2 separate regions of the Sus scrofa genome follow, and region 1 is linked to region 2. A link is a contact called in public Hi-C data. All regions are on one chromosome and are shown on one strand. The core of a region is the stretch at or near the end of the contact, and the rest is flanking DNA. Distances in the headings are between cores, read along the strand shown.

Region 1 (3,271 bases), core at 771-3,270, 410 kb before region 2:
CAGCCTTTTAAAAAAATGTCTTTTGTGGAGTTCCCGTCGTGGCTCAGTGGTTAATGAATCCGACTAGGAACCATGAGGTTGCAGGTTCGATCCCTGGCCTTGCTCAGTGGGTTAAGGATCTGGCGTTGCCGTGAGCTGTGGTGGAGGTTGCAGACTCGGGTCGGATCCTGCGTTGCTGTGGCTGTGGCATAGGCCGGCAGCTACAGCTCCGATTTGACCCCTAGCCTGGGAACCTCCATATGCAGTGGGAAGCAGCCTTAGAAAACGCAAAAAGACCAAAAAAAAAAAAAAAACTCTTTTGTGGCACTTAACACATTCTCCCTGCCCTTGCTTTTGACTGTACAGACCCTCCTGTGTGAAAACTAACTATACCATGAGATTCTTTGTTTTTTTAAGTGGCCACGCCCACAGCATATGCAAGAGATTGAATTCAAGCTGCAGCTGCAACCTACGCTGCAGCTGCGGCAAAACCGCATCCTTTAACTCACTGCACCTGGCTGGGGGCCTAACCTGGCCTCAGCAGCGACCTGAGCTGCTACAGTTGGATTCTTAGCTCACTGCAGCACAGCAGAACTCCCCAGATTCTTTTTACAATTCCACATACTTAGTACAATGTCTTTGTAAAAAATGTCACTTAAATTAACTCTCAGATCTAAATTTATAATCTTAACCACTCTCCTGAGTGCCAGACATTTCCAATTGCTCAGTAAATATCTCTACCCAAAAGGTCCTATAAGAGTCTGAAACTTAACCGAATCCAAACGGATCTTGCTGTAGCACCCAGCCACTCCCATTACGTTTCCATTTCACATTTAGGTTATTTATCCCAACCCTGAATCATCTCTGTTCTCTCCTTTATCTGACATAAACACTCAGCTGCTAAACGCTGCATACGTATCTCTCTTCTCTTTGTCTCTCCCGTTTCCGGTGTCGTAGTTCAAGCTCTGAAATGCTTCTCTGCCTCTCCCTACGCCCCACCAAACCTAACAGCTGTCAGGATTACTGTACTAAAGCAGAGATGTGATCACTGTCATTTTCCACCTTCAAGTAGCTGGAAACTTCACAAAAACAAGGATCATGCCCAGCTTTACCCACTGCTGTATCCCATAGCCCAGGGCCCCCAATATGTACTGGCCCTCAATGATTTACTTAATGAATGCTCCTGGTGAAAAGTCTTCAGCGAGGCTCTACTCTATACACAGTAAAATTAACCTCATCAAGACATTCGAGTCCCAAGTTACCCTTCCAATCCTAGCTCTCACACTGTCCCATACTTGTAAATGCCTGATACAAGTATGCTTATTCCTTTAGTTTCTGTCGCATTTTCCCTCTCTTGTTCTACCCATGCTGAATGGATTACCGTACTTGTCAGGTAATAGAACTTGTTTCTCTTCCCGCTATTTATGCCGTCAGTTTCCCCACCAGATGGGGATGACAGCAGAGCAGGGACCTGGCCTGTATTCCTAGGCCGGTGCCGGGCAAACCAGGGTCGAACCAGGGTCGTTCAGTAACTGCGATATGAACGCACGAATTAGCGAATAAACGGGTGCCTCGAAGCTATCCTCCTCTCCACCGCGGAGACGGGAAAAGGCGGGAGGTGCAGAAGGGATGGAGGGTCAGCTAGGGACTGGCCTTCTGGGGTTTTTTTGGTAGCTCTGCCTCCTTTTATCTTTTTATTCAATACAACGCATGCTGGGAAAAGCATAAATCATAATGCAGCTCGTGAATTTCCACAAATAAGCACACCCGTGAAGCCAGCACCCAAACCGCGATCCTGAACATTATTAGCACCCAGAAACCTCCCCGCGCCCTCTTCCATAGGGTGCACTTTCAACCCGCAAAGAGCCGGAGAGCTCACATCCTGGGCCCTCCGGCGGCGGTGGGCGACGCCTGAGGATTGCAAGGCCAAAGATCCAGGAAAAGTCTTACCCACGAACTTGAACCGGCTCATGACTGCAGCCCTGGCTCCTCCCCGGCGGAAGCGGAAGTGGCCGCCGCTCGCCCCGCCCTTCCGGGGAAGCCCCACCCCTCGTTTTCCGGCAGCGCCCGCGGCCGCTGAAGGTGAGCGGGCCGTCATGGCTTTCTCGGCGCCGGCGGCCTACCTGACCCACCAGCAGAAGGTGCTGCGGCTTTATAAGCGGGCGCTGCGCCACCTGGAGTCGTGGTGCGTCCACAGGTGAGAGAGGGGGACCCACGGCGCGGGGAGGTGAGGCGGAGGCCTCCACGGAGGCCGAAAGGCCCTAGTGACCCGGGGGGAGGGGAGAGAGGTGTCAAGGACTTCGGGAACGGGGTGGAAGGCGACGTCTCGACCCACAGAGCCCCCGCGTAGACCCGGGTTCGAATGCAGACTTCGTCGCCCGCAGGTGCGCGAGACCTTGAAGAATTGCTTATTTGGCCCAGGCCTCACTTTTCTGATCAGGAAAATGGACACAGGACCCAGTGTCGAGGGTGGCATGTCGATTAAGAAAGTGCCTCCGGCGTTCACTAAGTAATAGTTTTCTTCATGACCTTCTCGTTCCTAATATTAGCAGTAATAATCTATGCATATTTTCTCTTGTCCTCACAACTCTGGGAGTTAGGGATTATTTGGCCTTATTTTATAGATGAGGAGAGAGAAGCTAGAGAGTAATTTGTTCAAGGCCCTGAATCTGGTAAGTGGCCAGCCAGGATTAAAACTCAGGTGTCTTAACCACAAAGCATCATTATCCTTCCCATCAGCTTTTCTTGTTTTAGCTTCATCCATTCCTTTTTATTATCTTCACATTGCATGAATTCTCATCATCTCTCTCTCTTCATCTAAGATTAGTCATAGAACATATTCATAAAACATACAGATTTTTGTGACCTACACGCAATGCATGGTGGGGTGACAACCCAAAATGTGTGAATGCCAGACCTCCACTCCCTTAGCCAAATCCTAAAACCTTGTCCCACAAAGAAGGGCCTTTGAGAAAAACCTCTAAACAATGAGAAACTGAGTACATCTGGAAGAGTTGTGGAAAGGATCCTTGATTGCATATATGGGCTTATTGTAAAGTCATTGACCTACTTCTCTTTGCTAAGTAGGAAGATGGCCAGGTTCAAGGTTGTAAGATTAATTACTTCCCTAATTTCTCCTTATTCATTCATCTGACAGAATTTGCATTCCAGGTGTATGCTGACTGATGCATAAATAAGCCTATAAGGCTTCTTTCTCATCTGTAGCAACTAGTGGATAAATGGGGAAGATGGACCTATAAACAAATAGATAACATGGAGAATTATCAGTTAT
Region 2 (3,424 bases), core at 262-2,761:
CCAAATGGCAGAAGGGATTCGTACATTAGTCTTAGAGTTTCAAATAGGCAGGCCAGGGTTACAATAAGGTAGCAAAGGCACGGGTCTTAGGCCTCAATAAATTTTAGGACGGTTCATCTTTTCGTAATAAGGAGGATCCACCTCTCACCCTGAGACTCTTACACACTTTTACTGTTTCTTCTGGAATGCTTGTCCTGGAGCAATTCATGTAACTTGCTCAGAGGCAAGCATATGCAGCATATGGAGGTTCCCAGGCTAGGGGTCAAATCAGAGTTACAGGTGCCAGATCTTAGATTGGTTTCCACTGAGTCACGACAGGAAATACCTACCCAGGGCACTTATGACACACCTCGGTTTAGTTTACTTCTTTGCTCTGCACCCCTCTCCCCATTTCTGATCTTGAGAGAACAGAGGCTAATGCATCAGTGGACCTCTAGCCCTAGCACATTAACACGTTCACAGATGCCTGACAATTTGGGGTGATTTAAGCGAACACCTGGCACATCCTCTCCTTTCTTTCTCCGGCAAACACCCGCCTACTCCTTCTTCCAGATTCAGCTTGAATGTCATCTTATCCACGCACCTGTAGCTCCTTCTACCATCACCTATACACAGCTGGCACAGGACAGAAAGGCTGGCCTACTTCATCTCTGTGAAACCTGGGCTGGCACGTAGTAAGCGGTCCACAAAACCTCGCGGAATGAATGGAGATGTTTAGACAGAGGGTGGCGGACCTCCCGGCAGGGGTTTCCTCGGAACCACCTCCACCTCCCAGCGGCTGGGGCCACGAGACTCGGGGTATAACCTACTCCACTCCCACTCCCTCCGGAGCCAGCCATGCACCTTACCACCCTCCCACTCGGACAGCAGGATCCATTCGCACGCCTTCCCACCTCACACCACGCAACGTAGTTCTAGCGCCTGTCCGGCATCACAGCGGGGGCCGTGCCGCCTGCGATTGGCCAAACGCGGCATAGCGCCATCTCGGCCTACCGCGAGGTGCGCGTCCTCATTGGCTGGCCACAGCGATGGGCGGTGACGGTGGGCGGGGCCCCCTCCGGTCCCTAGCCAGGGCGGAGCCCAGCCGCCTCTAAGGCGCTCTGAGTCCGGTAACCATCAAGGGCACCAGGCGGTTATTCTGGTTACCGCTGGGGCGCAGCGCTGGGAGGACAGCTGCGGTCCGCGAGGGATGCTGGTGAGGAGGCCGTGGGGGGCCGCCGCCGCCTTTTGAGGGGAGCGCTCTGGAAACTGCCGTTCGGCGGCTGGAAGGTTCCGGGGCTGGTGGAGGTCTCGAGGTGGGGGCTGCGCTTCCCAGCGCCGGAGCTGCAGTCTCGAGTCCGAGGTCGTCTTTGGTGGGAGAAAGCAGACCTGCGGTTCCCCCGAGCTTGGCGGTCCCAGGGAAGAGAGGTACTCACTCCGCGCCGCCGGCAGCCCTCGCGCTTTCCGCCCAGGCTGGACCGTCGCTGTCGGAGGTGGCGCGGCCGCGTTTTTCCCAGCGCAAGATACTTGTCACCCTGTTCCTCTTCTGAAAGGGCATCTGCTGCTGGTGGGAGAGAAGAGCAATTTTACAGCACGAAAGGCCACCGTCAAAATTTAGGACCTCATCCACAGTAACCCCTAGGGCCCGCCTCCCTCCTCAAAAAAAAGAAGAAAAAAAAAAAGTAAACACACGGATTGCTTAAAAGAGGAGAGCCTGATCGGGAGCTGTTGGAGCAGCTGATTTTTAAATACAGCTTTTTAAATCCGGGACAACTTACTCCTCTTCAAGTACTTTTTACTTTTTTAATGATTTTGTAAATTAGTCTGATTTGAATTGTAATCCTGTGACTGTGTTTATTGGACTTTGGCCGGTTCCCCGCGCTTTTTTTGGACAACACATTTTGGGGAGAACATCTAAGCACCAAAACTTTAACCAGGAAAAAAAAAAAAGAGGATCTCACCGTTGACCCGGTGTCACCGAAGAAGCCTTTAAACCATGTGGACCTTTCTCGGCATTGCCACCTTCACTTATTTTTATAAGAAATGCGGGGACTTCGTCTCTCTGGCCAACAAGGAGCTCTTGCTGGGCGTGCTGGTATTCCTGTCGCTGGGGCTGGTGCTGTCCTACCGCTGTCGCTACCGGAATGGGGCCCTCCTCGGGCGCCAGCAGAGCGGCTCCCAGTTCGCCGTCTTCTCGGATATTCTGTCAGCCTTGCCTTTAATTGGCTTCTTCTGGGCCAAATCCCCCACTGGTTCAGAAAAGAAAGAGCAGCTTGGGTCTAGGAGGGTAGGTTGAATTCAGAGTGGGCGAATGGGTGAGGGTCTAATGTTAAAATCCGGATCGGGGTCGCTCAAATGTAAATATTGCAATTTAAAGGGCGAAAGGCAGTCGGTTAGATACTCTGGTGTGATTTCTTATATACAGTTGGGTTTTAAGCTCTTGACTGTTCCTTGGCGACATCTTTGATGCTCTTTGGCTTGATTGAAAACCTTTGTTTCATTTAGCAGTTGGTGGAGCCCATGCTAAATGAAATCGATTTGATTATGGATGTTGATTTGATTATGAGAGGTGAAAGGAAATATTTGAATCCCTAGGAAATCCCTAGATAAGGAAATGTTGGAATCTCTAGAGCAGAATCACTTTCTGTGATTGGAGAAGAAAAAAGTTTGTTTTATTATCCTTGGGTAAGGATTGCATTGTGAGTGACTAGTTGATGTTTGCAGTTCAGTCCAGTTCCTAAATCAAAGGCCGGTCTTTTTTTTTTTTCACCAGCGGCATATGGAGGTTCCCAGGCTAGGGGTCTAATCAGAGCTGTAGCCACCAGCCTACACCACAGCCACCGCAACGCGGGATCCTGCGACCTACACCACAGCTCACAGCAACGCCGGATCCCTAACCCACTGAGCAAGGCCAGGGATCGAACCCACACCTCACAGTTCCTAGTCGGATTCGTTAACCACTGTGCCGCAACGGGAACTCCAGGCCGGTCTTTAAATACGGGTGAAGTTATTATGATCAGTTGCAACCGGAGCAGAGGCGGGCAATAGGGGGAGAAGGGAGGGGTGAGGTCACTGAGGCCAGGAAATTTAGGGCCTGTTGGCCGTGGCTATTTAGACTTTTTCCTAAGAGGCTGGGAGTAATAATATTTGATTTTTACTTTTTATTTTACTTTATTTTGTCTCTTTGCCACTTTTAGGGCTGCTCCCGTGGCATATGGAGGTTCCCAGGCTCGGGGTCTAATCGGAACTGTAGCCTCCGGCCTACACCACAACCACAGCAACGCCGGATCCGAGCCGCATCTGCAGCCTACACCACAGCTCACGGCAATGCCGGATCCTTAACCCACTGAGCAAGGTCAGGGACCAAACCCGTAACCTCATGGTTCCTAGTCAGATTCGTTAACCACTGAGCCACATCAGGAACTCCTGGTTTTTACTTATTTAT

The links. Hi-C and Micro-C count contacts between places; a contact is called where the count stands out from the background.
Region 1: a Hi-C map of liver shows a contact between it and region 2, with 4 times the contacts expected there. The contact joins the promoter of NDUFB9 here to the promoter of SQLE in region 2. A contact is called at or near these places in 2 of 47 Hi-C or Micro-C datasets (heart right ventricle and liver) and 1 of 2 datasets of contacts at active chromatin or transcription factors (alveolar macrophages).

Annotation. Positions count from the first base shown.
Region 1 is chr4:15,112,030-15,115,300 of Sscrofa11.1, reverse strand. It overlaps NDUFB9 (NADH dehydrogenase [ubiquinone] 1 beta subcomplex subunit 9), which reads left to right and starts at 2,020. Exons shown (of 4, transcript XM_013996497.1): 1 at 2,020-2,176. The coding sequence starts at 2,076. TATDN1 (TatD DNase domain containing 1) reads right to left here and starts at 1,955. Exons shown (of 12, transcript NM_001244525.1): 1 at 1,930-1,955. The coding sequence starts at 1,951.
Region 2 is chr4:14,697,800-14,701,223 of Sscrofa11.1, reverse strand. SQLE (squalene epoxidase) reads left to right here and starts at 1,511. Exons shown (of 11, transcript NM_001101026.1): 1 at 1,511-2,266. The coding sequence starts at 1,976.